Regions from separate parts of the Sus scrofa genome. Here regions 2 and 3 are each linked to region 1. A link is a contact called in public HiChIP or PLAC-seq and promoter capture Hi-C data. All regions are on one chromosome and are shown on one strand. The core of a region is the stretch at or near the end of the contact, and the rest is flanking DNA. Distances in the headings are between cores, read along the strand shown.

What was found. Promoter capture Hi-C pulls out the DNA fragments that hold promoters and counts their contacts. HiChIP or PLAC-seq counts read pairs in DNA pulled down with a chosen protein or histone mark.
Region 2: a contact with region 1 is called in a promoter capture Hi-C map of liver, with 2.9 times the contacts expected there. The contact joins the promoter of CELSR2 here to the promoter of AMPD2 in region 1. A contact is called at or near these places in 1 of 5 promoter capture datasets (liver) and 1 of 2 datasets of contacts at active chromatin or transcription factors (alveolar macrophages).
Region 3: an H3K27ac HiChIP or PLAC-seq map of alveolar macrophages shows a contact between it and region 1. The contact joins the promoter of PSRC1 here to the promoter of AMPD2 in region 1. A contact is called at or near these places in 1 of 47 Hi-C or Micro-C datasets (embryonic fibroblasts) and 1 of 2 datasets of contacts at active chromatin or transcription factors (alveolar macrophages).

The regions. Positions count from the first base shown.
Region 1 is chr4:110,502,695-110,507,482 of Sscrofa11.1, reverse strand. It overlaps AMPD2 (AMP deaminase 2), which reads left to right and starts at 2,360. Exons shown (of 18, transcript XM_021090067.1): 1 at 2,360-2,831. The coding sequence starts at 2,822.
Region 2 is chr4:110,842,657-110,847,444 of Sscrofa11.1, reverse strand. CELSR2 (cadherin EGF LAG seven-pass G-type receptor 2) reads left to right here and starts at 2,091. Exons shown (of 35, transcript XM_021090085.1): 1 at 2,091-4,788. The coding sequence starts at 2,512.
Region 3 is chr4:110,811,384-110,816,171 of Sscrofa11.1, reverse strand. PSRC1 (proline/serine-rich coiled-coil protein 1) reads right to left here and starts at 2,863. Exons shown (of 8, transcript XM_013997292.2): 1 at 2,517-2,863; 2 at 2,090-2,142; 3 at 1,942-1,999; 4 at 1,085-1,526; 5 at 590-733; 6 at 280-451. The coding sequence starts at 2,108. LOC110260358 (a long non-coding RNA gene) reads left to right here and starts at 2,921. Exons shown (of 4, transcript XR_002343531.1): 1 at 2,921-3,187; 2 at 4,015-4,056.

The DNA.
Region 1 (4,788 bases), core at 1,111-3,610:
AGGTTAAAACCTAGCAGAGTCTGCTGTGGGTGTGATATGGAGGCTATTACAGATCTTTAGAGACTTTTGCTACTTTCCATTTCCTTGATTATATAAGTAATGGATATGTATTGTAGATAATTTTTTAAATGCAAATGAATATAAAGAAGAAAATAAATATAACCCATAACCCCACCATTCACAGATAATCATTTGTTGAATTTTTGATGTGTTTCTTTTCTATGCATATATGTCACATAATTAGGGCCAAACTATATGTACAGATTTTTGCATCCATTTTTTTCGCCTAACTTTACATTGTAAACATTTTCACCTTATTAAGAAATTCTTGGGAGTTCTGATGTGGCTCAGTGGAAAGGAATCTGACTAGCATCCATGAGCATGCAGGTTCGAGTCCTGGCCCTTGCTCAGTGGGTTAAGGATCTGGTGTTGCCATGAGCTGTGGTGTAGGTCACAGATGTGGCTTGGATCCCGTGTTGCTGTGGCTGTGGCATAGGCTGGCAGCTACACCTCTGATTTGACCCCCTAGCCTAGGAACCTCCATATGCCAAGGGTGCAGCCCTGGAAAAGACAAAAAGACAAAAAGACAAAAAAAAAAAAAAAAAAAAAAGAAATTCTTCAAAAACAATTTTTGATTGTTGTATTTCATTGCACTCATATGACATCATTTAAACACATCTGTGTTTTGGACTTTTTAGTTTCCAAACTTTCTATGTGATAAACACTGTAGTTATGAACAACTTTGTGTGTATTTTTTCTGGTAGCTCTTTTGAGAACAGTTTCCTTTAAGTGAAATTCCTGGGTCAAACAATATGAAACTTTTTTTTTTTTTTTTTTTTTGCATGTCCCATCTCATTACACCCTTGCCTGCTTTAGGAGTTTTTTCCCTTTATTTTTTTAAAAATGATTTTTATTTTTTCCATTACAGTTGGTTTACAGTGTTCTGTCAATTTTCTATTGTACAGCAAAGTGACCCAGTCATATATACCTTCTTTTTCTCACATTATTCTCCATCACGCTCCATCACAAGTGACTAGATATAGTTCCCAGTGCTATGAGGCAGGATCTCATTGCTTATCCATTCCAAAGGCAATAGTTTGCATCTATTAACCCCAGACTCCCAGTCCATCCCACTCCCTCCTCCCTCTTGGCAACGTTTTTTTTCCTTTAATCTTTGCTAATTTGATGGGTAAACATGGTATCTTCTTGTTCTATTTTTGGTTTTATTGCTTCTTTGTGGGGTGAACTCCCTCCGTCCCTTTGCTTATGGAGGCCATGGCTTTTCCGGTTTGTTCTGGGTGAGGAGCAGGAGGTAGGGATCAATGGAGGCAGAACCATATGTAGGGAGAGAACAGGGTTCAGGGTTCACAATCCAGCCTGGAGAGGAGTGGGGGAGGCAGAGTTTGGGAGGGAATTTGGCTGTGGAGGTGGTGAGAACTGGGAGGAGCTGGGCAAACAGCATTAGTACAAGTGGGCGTGTGGGGTCAAAGGGCTCCCACGAGGCAAAGAGATCAGGAAAAGAGAAATTGCTGCTAATATGCTTAATTATGTCCAGAGACCTTATCAGGCCTTCTCCCCGCTGCAGCCGCCGCCCCACTGGCCCCCAGCTTTCCTTTAGGTAGGATCCTCTGCCACTTGTGAGTAGGGGTGCTGGTTGGGCGAGGTATCTGCAGTTCTTTACCGGCTGCAAGGTGAATGAACCGTGAGAGTGGCAACAGGGGACCAAGGCCAAGGACAGATCCATGATAACTATCATTAACTTAGTGGTAATTACAAGCCAAGCACTGTTCTAAGCACTTCACTTCTATTCATTTATCCTAAAAACAACCATCTAAAGCAGGGTCTCTCACACTCTTCTTACAGAGAAAATGAAAGCACAGAGAAGTTAATAACATCCCAGCGGCAGTCAGGAAGGAGTCTGGAATTGAACCCAGGCATTCTGGCTACAGAACCTACGCTCTCAACCAATAAATATAGAAATAAATGTGGGAAAGGGAGCCAGAATTGCAGGGCCCCCCCTGCCTAGCTCCGCCTGCCTGTGTAAGAAAACCGACGACCTAGATTAAGAACGCCGGCTAGGGCCTCTGCTAAAAGAGAATCCCAGAACAATAATAAGAGCTATCTTTTATTGGGCTCTGGCTTTGTGCCAGGCACCGTGCAAAGGTGTTTTAACGTTTAATCCTCACAATAACCCTTTTGAATGAGGCACCGCGATTACCCCATCTGATTTTACGGGTGAGGAAGCTGACGCACAGAACTTGCCCAAGACGCTGCCGGGCCGATGCCGAGTGGCTGCTGCCCACGTGGCTCCGGGAAGAGGAAAAAGGGCGGGGGCGGGGCCGGCTGGCGGGGGCGGGTCGGAAAGGGGCGGGGCCACGGACCCGGCGGGGCCGCAGAGACGCGCGCCGGCGCTGGCGAGGTTTCGGTGGGGTCACACTTGTTGCGTGACTCCCCCACAGTGCAGCTACCGGAGTCCGACCCCGCATACCCAGAAAGTGTGGAGAGAAACCCAGACGAGTTCCGGGTCCCGCTCTCTGGGGAGCACGTGGCCTGCCTGCCTCTCGAGTGCGGGGCCCGGGGGTGGGACTCCGGGGTCTCTAAGGCCGGTGCCGCGGCCCAGGTCGGCAGGGATCTGCCTCCCACCTGCCGGCAATTTTGAAGGACTGCTTTACTCCTTCCATCTTAGTGCCAGGGCAGGGGTCCTTAGAGCGACTTGGCGGGGTCTGGACCCCAGCCCTCTTCCCTTTCCTCGCCACCTGGCTTCCCGGCGGTGTAGACCCTGGCGAGCAGACTCCCCGGTACCGCACAGGGCTCGAGCAGCATGGCCTCAGGTGAGTGGGGTGTGGGGGGCAGGGTCTCTGGGACAGAGAAGAGCAGTGGTCAGAGTGACAAGAGGGTGGGCACAACCTGCAGACCTAGGGGAGGCAGCCAGCTTCTCCTGGGGGAGGGCCTGGACAGCAGAGCCTGAGCGTGGAAAGACAGAAGGGAAAGTCAGAAGCGGCTGGGGTCTCTTTACCAGACCCCCAGAAGCCCTTGCTTCGCAGCCTTCCTGCCTTCCTACAGGGTAGCTTCTGCTGGACAGTGGAATTTTCCTAAGACAGGCTCCTCCCTGCTGGGCTGGGATTCTCAGTTCGACCTCATCCTCCCAGAGGTGGGCTGGCCCTTTGGCCGGGTGGGGTGTGTGTGTGTGTGTGTGTCAGAGGATATGAGAGGACTCTGCTCCCAGAGGGGCTGGGTCTTCATAGAGTCCGCCTGCTCAGAAAGTGTTCTGAGCTTGGGGACCCCTCTTTATCATTATTTTTTTCTCCCAGGCTGGCTGGACCAGTTAGCCTGGACTTTGACTCTTTTGCTCCAGAGCCCTGGCAAGGGACAAGGGCTCGGATGGGGTTGGTGGAGTGCTAGGGCTGGCCCTGCCCCATCTCGTTGCCTCACCTCCACTCCGCAGGCCCAGCTATCCTCAGTCACGTCACTCTGTCACTCTGGGGACTGAGGAGAGGAGGGGATGGAGGCCCCCCCGCCCCCGAGGTTGCCTAGACAACATCAGAAATCGTGGCCAGGGCCTCTTCCGCTGGCGGGGCCTCTGCTTCCTGCATCAGTCACTCCCGCTGGGGGCGGGGCAGAGAAAGGGGTTGGATGTGGCAGAGCCAGGCCCAGCTGGTGCGGCTCAGACTCCCCCCGCCATCTCCGCGGCTGGAGCCATGGCATCCTATTCATCTGGCCCCGGCAAACCCACTGCCAAATATCCCTTTAAGAAGCGGGCCAGCCTGCAGGTTTCCTCTGCAGTGCCAGGTGAGTGTGTGCTTCCTGGCCTCGGGCTGGCTCTGCCGCCCCACTCCCCCTTGCCCAGGCCACTGGTCCTCCGAGGAGGGGGGCTTCTCCTGCACCCGCTCTGCGGTGGTGCCCCTTGCCCAGTTCCCAAGGACAGCGGGCTTGGGAGGTGGTGTGGGGAGGGAGGTGGGGTGGAGGGTGCTGGGTTTCTATGTCGGGGATGCTGTCCTGTGTAACGAGGAGTGGGTGTGGGTGTGGGTGCAGCAAGAGGTGTATTTGCACACGTGTCAGCGTGTGGATGTGCTAAGACTGTTTGCATGTGGAGCGTGTGTGAATGGAGTGGGGGATGCGTGGGACTGACTGGTTGGCCGACTGGCCACACTCCTGGCAGCTGTGTCTTTACCAGGCAGGCTCAGGCTATCCTGCTGCGGTTAGTTCCTCTTTCCAGGATCCCAGATCTCAAATCCTCTTACCGGGGCTCTGACATTGGGACCCACTTACCGTCCCCAGGCATCCTGGGCCTGGGGGCCCAACTGTATCTATCGTTCACAGTTTGTTCATTCCTGGTCTGTCTTGTGAGCTTCCTCAGAAGTGTGGGGTGTCCTTGGATCCGGCCCATGTTGGGGCTTGGGCTGGGGCCACTGCCTGCCTGCGTGTAATCCTGTACCCTTTGGTTCGGCTCCCACTCCAGTAGGCATCTCCGCATTATTTGGAGCAGGCAGTGTGGTATGGCTGTGCCCGTCTCCCTGAGGGCTCAGCTGCCTGGGTCTGTGCTTGCTAAGGGCTAGCTACCTGCCACCTGCTGCCCCAGACCTTGTGGCTGAGGGAAGACACCCCCACTTTGGTGACCAGATCAAGCCTGTGTTCCCCCTCAGCAGCTGTCTGTACTTACAGCCTGATTTTTCATACGCCTACCTTCAGTTTTTCTTATGCTACTACAGATGCTGGCCTGAGTTCTGTACTGCGCCGGGGGGCTGTGTTCCCTGTGCCCAGGTCTGTGTCTCCAGAGGGTGTGTCCCC
Region 2 (4,788 bases), core at 842-3,341, 340 kb before region 1:
AAGAAAGATGATGTCTCCACCACGGGTCATAGGGGAGCTCCTTAGGCCTGGGGTCCCTGAGAGGGGAGTCACAGCCCCTCTCCTGTGACTCATTGAGAGTGACACTGCTGCAACCAGAGTGCCATGTAGGAAGGCGGCATCTGGTTCAATGCTTTTCAAACTGGGCTCCTCCAGATCCCCAAGCTTCACAGGGTGGCCCAGAGCCTTCCTGGCTGGGGAGCAGTGGGGGTGGGCAAGACCCTGGCTCTGCCTTCTCCCAGCACCACTTTTATCTGGTTTTTATTCCAGGCTTCTACTATATTTTATTTTATTTTTTTAAAGTGCTGCACCCTCGGCACATGGAAGTTCCTGGGCTAGGGGTCAAATCCGAGCTGTAGCTCCCGGCCTACACCACAGCCACAGCCACTCAGGACCTGAGCCACGTCTGCGACCCACACCACAGCTCATGGCGATCTTGGATCCTTAACCCACTGAGCAGGGCCAGAGATTGAAACCTCGTGCTCACAGGTACTAGTCGGGTTCATTACCACTGAGCCACAACAGGAACTCTTGGGCTTCTTTTTAGATTTCACTTGAAATAAAGAATTCTACTGCTAAATATGTTTTTGAAATTCTGGGAGTTCCCATCTTAGCGCAGTGGAAATGAATCCTACTAGGAATCATGAGGTTGTGAGTTCTATCCCTGGCCTTGCTCAGTGGGTTAAGGATCCAGCATTGCCGTGAGCTGTGGTGTAGGTCGCAGATGTGGCTCGGATCTGGCGTTGCTGTGGCTGTGGTGTAGGCCAGCAGCAACAGCTCCAATTCAACCCCTAGCCCTGGGAACCTCCATATGCCACGGGAGTGGCCCTAGAAAAGGCAAAAAGACAAAAAAAAAGAAAAAAGAAGAAAAGAAATTCTGGAGCTTTTCAATCCCCTCATTTTACTAAAAGAAACTGAGGCACAAGCATTTGACCAAGGTGTCCCAAAGCTAGAGGGTGGTGGGCTTGGAGGAGAAAAGCCCTGGCCTCCTCCCTAGGCCAGCCCTCTCACCACCAGCCTCAGCCTTGTGCTGCTCCCATGGTTGGCTCCCACAGTTCCCCGTCCGTCCGGGGAAGGACGGAGCTGGCAAGAGGGCATCTATTCAGACAAGAGGCCCTGATGGAGCAGTCTAGGACTGGGGAACCTGTGTTAAAACTTGGCTCCACCCCTAGCACAGCCTCATGACCTGTACAAGTTTCACCCTCTCTAGGCCTCAGAAGCAGCTAAGTGTGTTTATACCAGCTGGCTTTGGCTCTGACACTCCTGGCTTACCTCCCCCAGAAAAGCCCAGGTGGCCTCGGAATTGAGGCTGGGGTCATCATTCTGCACTGCATTCTGCAGCTGGACCCCAAGGGGGGCAGCCTGATTAGATCACAGCTTTGCCAAGGCGAGGGGTAGGGGTAGGGGTAGGGGTCCGGGTCAGGGTAGGGGTGGAGGTTGGGGAGAGGGGCTCAGGACCTTTCTGTGTGTTCCCAGGGAAACAGAGTGTTTCTCTGGGCGGTGGGGGAGACTTTATACTATTGAGCAGGGCCATTTTAGCTCAGTCTGACCCGAGAGCTGTGGAGGGGACAGCCACAAGGGCTCTTCTCAGCAGCTAGCAACATCCAGCCTTTCTGAGCGGTGTGAGGTGGACACACGGTCTGAGAGCCCTTCAAAATATTTTGAAAACCCCTAAGCATACTTAGGGGTTACTGCCACCATTATTATCATTGCTGTCTGGCTTCTGATTAATTTCTCTCTAGACTATTGTAGGGATCTGGCATCGGCCCAGGGGCAGGCCTGGGGTGCGGTTCGTTAGGGGCAGGGGCGTCTGGACTGCGGGAATTCTAGAGACTCTTGCGGAGGAGGAAGCTGGGCGGGGCCCACCTCCTTTGGTGCGGCTGGCATCGCCACTTTAAGGCGGCGGCGGCGCGAGCAGGTCTATGGTAATGAGCCGCCGCCGCCGCCGCCACCGCTCTGCAGAGCTCGCCCGCCCGCCAGCCTGGAAGGCGAGGGAGCGTGGGGCTGGGCCCGGGGCCGCGGCGACAGCAGCGGCAGCGCCGGCGGGGACGCGGGGCACGAGCGGGCGGCGCGGGGCCGTCAGGGGCGGCCGGGTCCCGGCCAGGGTCCGGGTGCAAAGCTCCGCGGGCGCAGGTGGGCTATCCCGCGGGGGCGAGGGGCACTCCAAGGACCGGGGGACCGGCAGGGCCAAGGGCGCGGGGCCCGCGGGCGCAGGTGGAGAGAGCCGGGTGTGCAAGTAGAGGCGCCGCGCCAGCCGGTGGTGGTCGGGGTGACCCGGGTCGCGGGCCCGGCTCGGGGAACGGTGGGAGCCGGGGCGCGTGGGAGCGCGCAGCGCCAGGCCCTGTTGAGGCATTAAGGAGCAGGCCCTGCGGGGCGCACGAGTGGACCCCGGGGACTGGCGCCCCGGCCTGGGCATGAGGCGCGGCGGGGCCGGCAGGAGCGGGAGGAGGAGCCGCCGCCGCCGTTGACCCGGCCGGCCGGGAAGTGGGAGAGATGCGGAGCCCGGCGGCCCGCGCCCCCCTTCCAACGCCGCTGCCGCCGCTGCTGCTACTGCTGCTGCTGCTGCTGCTGCGGCCACTGCTGGGAGACCAAGTGGGGCCCTGTCGTTCCCTGGGGCCCGGGGGACGCGGCTCCTCGGGGGCTTGCGCCCCCGTGGGCTGGCTCTGTCCAGACTCATCCTCGAACCTCTGGCTCTACACCAGCCGCTGCAGGGATGCGGGGACCGAACTGACTGGCCATCTGGTGCCCCACCACGATGGCCTGAGGGTCTGGTGTCCAGAATCTGGGGCCCACATCCCCCTGCCGCCAGCCCGGGAAGGCTGCCCCTGGAGCTGTCGTCTTCTGGGCATTGGAGGCCACCTTTCCTCACAGGGCAAGCTCACCCTGCCTCATGAGCACCTGTGTTTAAAGGCCCCGCGGCTGAGATGCCAGTCTTGTAAGCTAGTGCAGACTCCAGGGTTCAGGGCAGGGGACAGCTCGGCAGAAGAGTCCATGGGTGGGCGTCGGAAAAGGAATGTGAATACAGCCCCCCAGTTCCAGCCCCCCAGCTACCAGGCCACAGTGCCCGAGAATCAGCCAGCAGGTACTCCTGTGGCATCTCTGCGGGCCATCGACCCGGATGAGGGTGAGGCAGGTCGGCTTGAGTACACTATGGATGCCCTCTTCGATAGCCGCTCCAACCATTTCTTCTCCCTGGACCCAGTCACCGGTGCAGTAACCACAGTCGAGGAGCTGGATCGTGAGACCAAGAGCACCCATGTCTTCAGGGTCACGGCACAGGATCACGGCATGCCCCGACGCAGTGCCCTGGCCACGCTCACCATCCTGGTGACTGACACCAATGATCATGACCCAGTTTTTGAGCAGCTGGAGTATAAGGAGAGCCTCAGGGAGAACCTGGAGGTTGGCTATGAGGTTCTCACTGTCAGAGCCACAGATGGTGATGCCCCTCCCAATGCCAATATTCTGTACCGCTTGCTGGAGGGCCCTGGGGGCGGGCCCTCTGAAGTCTTTGAGATTGACCCTCGCTCTGGGGTGATCCGAACCCGAGGCCCAGTGGATCGGGAAGAGGTGGAATCCTACCAGTTGACAGTGGAAGCAAGTGACCAGGGTCGGGACCCTGGTCCACGGAGTGCCACAGCTGCTGTTTTCCTGTCTGTGGAGGATGATAATGACAATGCCCCCCAGTTCAGTGAGAAGCGCTATGTGGTCCAGGTATGGGAGGACGTGACCCCAGGAGCCCTGGTACTTCGGGTCACAGCCTCGGATAGAGACAAGGGCAGCAATGCCCTGGTGCACTACAGCATCATGAGTGGCAATGCTCGGGGACAGTTTTACTTAGATGCCCAGACTGGCGCTCTGGATGTGGTGAGCCCTCTTGACTATGAGACAACCAAGGAATACACCTTACGGGTTCGGGCACAGGATGGTGGCCGCCCCCCTCTCTCAAACGTCTCTGGCCTAGTGACAGTGCAGGTCCTGGATATCAATGACAATGCCCCTATCTTTGTCAGCACCCCCTTCCAGGCTACTGTCCTGGAGAGTGTCCCCTTAGGCTACTTGGTTCTCCATGTTCAGGCCATCGATGCTGATGCTGGTGACAATGCCCGCCTGGAATACCGCCTGGCAGGGGTCGGGCACGACTTCCCCTTCACCATCAACAATGGCACAGGCTGGATCTCTGTGGCTGCTGAGCTGGACCGGGAAGAAGTTGATTTCTACAGCTTTGGAGTTGAAGCCCGAGACCACGGCACCCCTACCCTCACTGCCTCGGCCAGTGTCAGCGTGACCATCCTGGATGTCAACGACAACAACCCGACCTTTACCCAACCCGAGTACACGGTGCGGCTCAATGAGGATGCGGCCGTGGGCACCAGCGTGGTGACGGTGTCAGCCGTGGACCGTGATGCCCACAGTGTCATCACCTACCAGATCACCAGCGGCAACACCCGAAACCGCTTCTCCATCACCAGCCAGAGCGGTGGTGGGCTGGTGTCCCTTGCCCTGCCCCTGGACTACAAACTTGAGCGGCAGTACGTGCTGGCTGTTACTGCCTCTGATGGCACACGGCAGGACACCGCCCAAGTGGTGGTGAATGTCACTGACGCCAATACGCATCGTCCCGTGTTTCAGAGCTCCCACTACACGGTGAATGTTAACGAGGACCGGCCAGCAGGCACCACAGTGGTGCTGATCAGTGCCACAGACGAGGACACCGGTGAGAACGCCCGCATCACCTACTTTATGGAGGACAGCATCCCCCAGTTCCGC
Region 3 (4,788 bases), core at 1,614-4,113, 310 kb before region 1:
ATGAATTAGTAAAAGGTTCAAGTGACCTTCTCAGAGATACTGAATGAAGACAGAACAAGTCCAGGATTTAGCGCCCCTTCCCAGCTAAGGTAAAAAACCTAAGGCTCAAACTCTGCCCAGACCCGCATTTTCTCCTTAAGTCGGTCTCCTCATGGTCAAACAGAGCTGTGAGCAAGGTAGCGAAAGTCACTGTCACCAGCTCCGGGAGGGCGTGTTCAGGCTGGGCAAGGGTGGGTGTTCCTCCTCCTGATTTCTTACCCTCTGTCCACCCTTCCTCACCTTTGTGCCCTGTGGCACCTGGTCTTGGAAGTCCTTTCCGAGCTGACAGCGGGTCTGGGGGAAGGGCACCTTTGCTGGATGGTACAGTCCGGCCAGTGAGCGGCATCTTGCTGGCGGGCCGAGGAATGGCCGATGGAACCGGTAGTCGACTGGAAGGTTTAGCCGTGGCTCCCTGTGGCCGAGATGGGCGCTGAGAATTGCTGGTAGAAGGCTGTGGGGTTAGGACTGGTCTGACGGGGGTCGGGGGGCCTGGTGGAGAGGAGGTGAGGAATTTTAGGGTTAGCTCCACATCCTCCCTCCTCCCACACACCCATGGCTTTGCTGCCAAGGTCTTCTCACTTGCTACTGCTCTCCCACTGGGCCCAGCTTTCCCCCGGACTGGAGGAGTTGATCGGGCAAGAGGAGAAGACGCTGGGCTTTTGGATGCAGGGAACAGACTGCAAGTGGGCGACTCCTGAAACACAAAGAGAGGGAGGAAAAAAGGCACTAGGATGCAAAGAGAATCGGTTCTGCTGGTTGATTAAGGGATCGAGGTGGAGAGTCACCTAGATCCCAATAAGGAAGAGCAGTTAGCTGCCAACACCGTCATCATCGCCTCCGATGTCATTTATCGAGAGCTTATTAGAGACGTTATAGAGCTTTGCAGACGCTGTGCTGCGCTTTGCTCATGGTACCCCGTTTAATTCCAACAATTTAATGAGGTAGAATGTGACTTCCATTTCACTGACAAGAAAACTGCTCTACACCTGTACTGAGTCATGAACAGTGCCAGGGGCACACATCAACCCAAACTCTCTAAACTCACCCTCTTCACGCTGGGGGGCCTCTTTCCAGATGTCGTCCGAAGAGCCCTGACTGACCCCTTCCTGTCACTGCTGCGGAGGCGGGGTGTCAGGCTGCTGGGGGAGGGAGTGCTCCGAGCCAGAGAGCTGACCGTGGGCAGCAGGTCTCGGACAGGACTGTCCTTGAGCACAAAGGTCTCCCGCCGAGGGCTGGGCTTCACTCTTCGAGGCACTGGGCCCTCGCCCGTGTTCTCTCGCTCCTGCAGGGCACACTGCTCCAGCTGAGCTGCTAACCGATTGGCCTCATCGAGGATTTCTTCCAGCTTCTCTGGGCTGAGGGGGCCTAAGCTGAGCCTCAGACCCTGGGGGGCGGGGACCACAGCATTCGGGTCACTTCGATGAGAGAGGCCTCGTCGGACAGGTTTCTCTGGAGTCGCCAACACTGCTATATCTTCTTCCTCTCGACTGACGCAGAAAACAAACCGAACACCATGCCCACACGTTAGAGAGAAGGAGACTGGGCAAAGCCCCCACGTCTGAGCCAGAGCCACAACCCCAACCCTGATGTCCCTGCTGGCTGTGAGATCTACCTGATGAGACACCTGGTTCTATGAGGCCTTCAGCATTTTCTGACATTGGAAATTATGTCAGGATGAAGATGCGGCAAATCTACTTACCCTTCTACTTAACACCCTGCAATCTCATTCCAGCTTATCCCTTCTCCCCTCCCCCAGTCGTGTCACAAGGGGCCCAAGTCAACCAGCTACCCAGAATCCTCAGTGCACCCAATCTTGCTAAATTCCCAATCCAGACCCGAGGCCAGTAAAAGTTAAAGACAAGCATTGTGGAAGCAAAGTAAGTAGGATAAAGAGTCTACTACCTGTCAGATGGTGACAGCCCCCCAAAGTCCAAGGTCTCATCCACTATAAACTTTACATCTGTAGGGGAGGAAAGAAGAAATACAGCCTTGGGTCCCAAACACGGCTCTCAATCACAGGGCCTCATTCTTCCCTCCAGGGTTTCCTTACCTTCTTCTAAACCTTCCATGTTCCAGAGAAGCAAGAATCAGCTTAGACTTGAGCTGGAGAGAAAAATACCTCCCCTCAGGTCTCCATTCTGCCCAAGGCCTCCCAGCTAGGCCCAGCTAGGCTGCAAGGGGTCGTGCTTGGAGGTGAAGCAAGCATCCCGAGAGCAGCACTTGCTCCAGTAAACCACCCCTGTTATCTCCGGGACAGGTCCAGACACGTACCTCCACACTCCAATGTCCCTGCGCACGGCGGCCCCCGCCCCCTGCGACCCGACCTCTCCTCGCAGGGCGGTCTACGCCCCCCCATCTCCCTCTCCGCGACCATTCTCTGGTTCTTCCTCTCTCCAAGCCACCTTTCTACTCCCCGCGGCACCACATCCCTTCCACGCCGGCAGCCCACCCTATTTCTACTTTCCGTTCCGCCTCACCTCCTGCGGAAGGTGCTTTCCTTCCACAACCTAGTCCCGGGAATCAGCTCCGAGGGGGCGGGGCTCCTTTCGAATCTCTCAGGCCCCACCCTCTCCTACCATGCGCACTCATGATTGGTGGCGGCCAGCATCTCCCGCCCTCGTGGGGCGGGGCGGCGGAGGGGGCCGCCGGCCGGAAGTCTGCAGGTGGGAACCAGGCGAAGAGCCGTTCCAAGAAAGGCTCCATCCGGAGAGCTAAAGCCGGGAGGCCTGGAGCAGGGAGGCCGCGAGCGCGCGCGCGCGCGAGCGGGGAAGACCTCTCAGGGCTACCCTCCGGGAGCGGGGCCTGCGAGGGGCGGGACCTCGCGGCGGCGCGCGAGGGAACGGACCAATGAGTGAGAGCCTCGCTCCCGGCCGGCCCCCCCCCCTTCTCCGCCCCCTCCTCGTGCTGGGCGGGGCTGGGTTCTGACGCCCCTCACGGCCGTCGGCCCCAAAGCTAACGCTCTGCCTGAGGAAGTTCGTCCGGGGGCTCTTTTCGGAAGCGCCGTGGTAGCCAGGGCCCTCAGTTGTGATTTTTTCCAAGTTTACGGAAGCAACCAAACTTTATACCTTAGGTATACTGAGGTTCTCTAAGAAGTACATCTTCCATCGACTTTTTAGGCAAGAACTTTAGGAACCTGTGGCATCTTGAGGTATGAAGAAAACAGGCTTTTCAGACAGGGAAGTTTGGCTTCAGATGCAACCGTGGCTCCTCTGTTGACAAGTATATGGAGCATATTTGACCTGGCAGCGTTTATATTTGACCCCTCGCTTATCTAGGAGGATCGTGGCCGTCACAGTAGGACATGGTTAGGAGGATAATTATGAACACACCATGTTTTATACCTTGTGCCTCGGAGGCTTTTGAGGGTAGTGTTGGTGACTTGCTTCCTCTAAATTAAAAGCTGTGTTTGTAAAAAAGCTTAGGCCTCCTTATTAGGGATTTTCTTTGTTGTTTCCAAGGGTTGCCTGTGAATAGACTGGGCTACCAGTTAACTGAGCTTCTTAGAAAGGTTCTAAACATTTTAAGTTAAAAGGCCCTGGAAGAGTGGTTGAAGAGCTTTCTCGAAAACAAAGAGCCTGAGCTTTTAGTCTCCAGAGTTTATGACCATTATAGGCTTTCTGTTTACCTCTTAGTTTTTAGTTGTCAAGTTCAGGTGGTGAGGTTTGCAGGAGTGAGGTGTTACTGTGAGAAATGCCACAGGAAGCAGAGCAGCCTTGGAATTTAGTGGCTTGATAAGGGAAAGGGTGGGGAGGCTGAGAAGTTGCAAGTTGATGTGAGGAAGAGCTCAGAGAAGAGGCTTGCCTCTTTTTCCATAGGTTTTCTGCTGAAGGTGGAATTTTAATTGCTTGTAGGGCTCAGATTGTTTGGAGGTGGGAAAACCTGTGCCAGTAGCTCCCCTTCTCTCCTGGCAGGTAGTGGCAGGTGGAGATCAGAGGGAAAGAAACTCTTAATTAACTGCATTCCTTTTTCCCCTAGGAGCAGCGAGCCGGAGTAGGGAAATCCTTCACCCACCTTCAGGTAAGTGGAGGAGACAGTTTTAGCAAACAAAAGTTTCTCTCTCCTAAGGAAATTCATCTCTAATTTTTTTTTTTTTTTTTTTTTGGTCTTTTTGCTATTTCTTGGGCCGCTCCCGCGGCATATGGAGGTTCCCAGGCTTGGGGTTGAATTGGTGCTGTAGCCGCCAGCCTACGCCAGAGGCGCAGCAACTCAGGATCCGAGCCTCGTCTGCAACCTACACCACAGCTCACGGCAATGCTGGATCGTTAACCCACTGAGCAAGGGCAGGGACTGAACCCGCAACCTCATGGTTTCTAGTCGGATTCGTTAACCACTGTGCCACCATGGGAACTCCACATCTCTAATTTTCTATCACCAAATTATGATTTTGAAAGCTGTTGCAAAAAAAAAAAAAAAAAAAAAAAAAGCAGTGGATCTCCTTTCTTCCATCAGAATGACAATGTAGATTTCAGGCACAAGAATTCTTCATTCAGCATAAGGCCATTCACCTGGGAAATATATGTCCCCCTCAGCTGAACCCCAAAATGATATGTGTGAATAGGTGTTAAAAATATTTTGGATAAATAGGCGTTCCCATCATGGCACAGTGGAAACCAATCCGACTAGGAACCATGAGGTTGCGGGTTGGATCCCTGGCCTCGGTCAGTGGGTTAAGGATCCAGGGTTGCCATGAGCTGTGGTGTAGGTCACAGATGCGGCTCAGACGTGGCGTTGCCGTGGCTCTGGCATAGA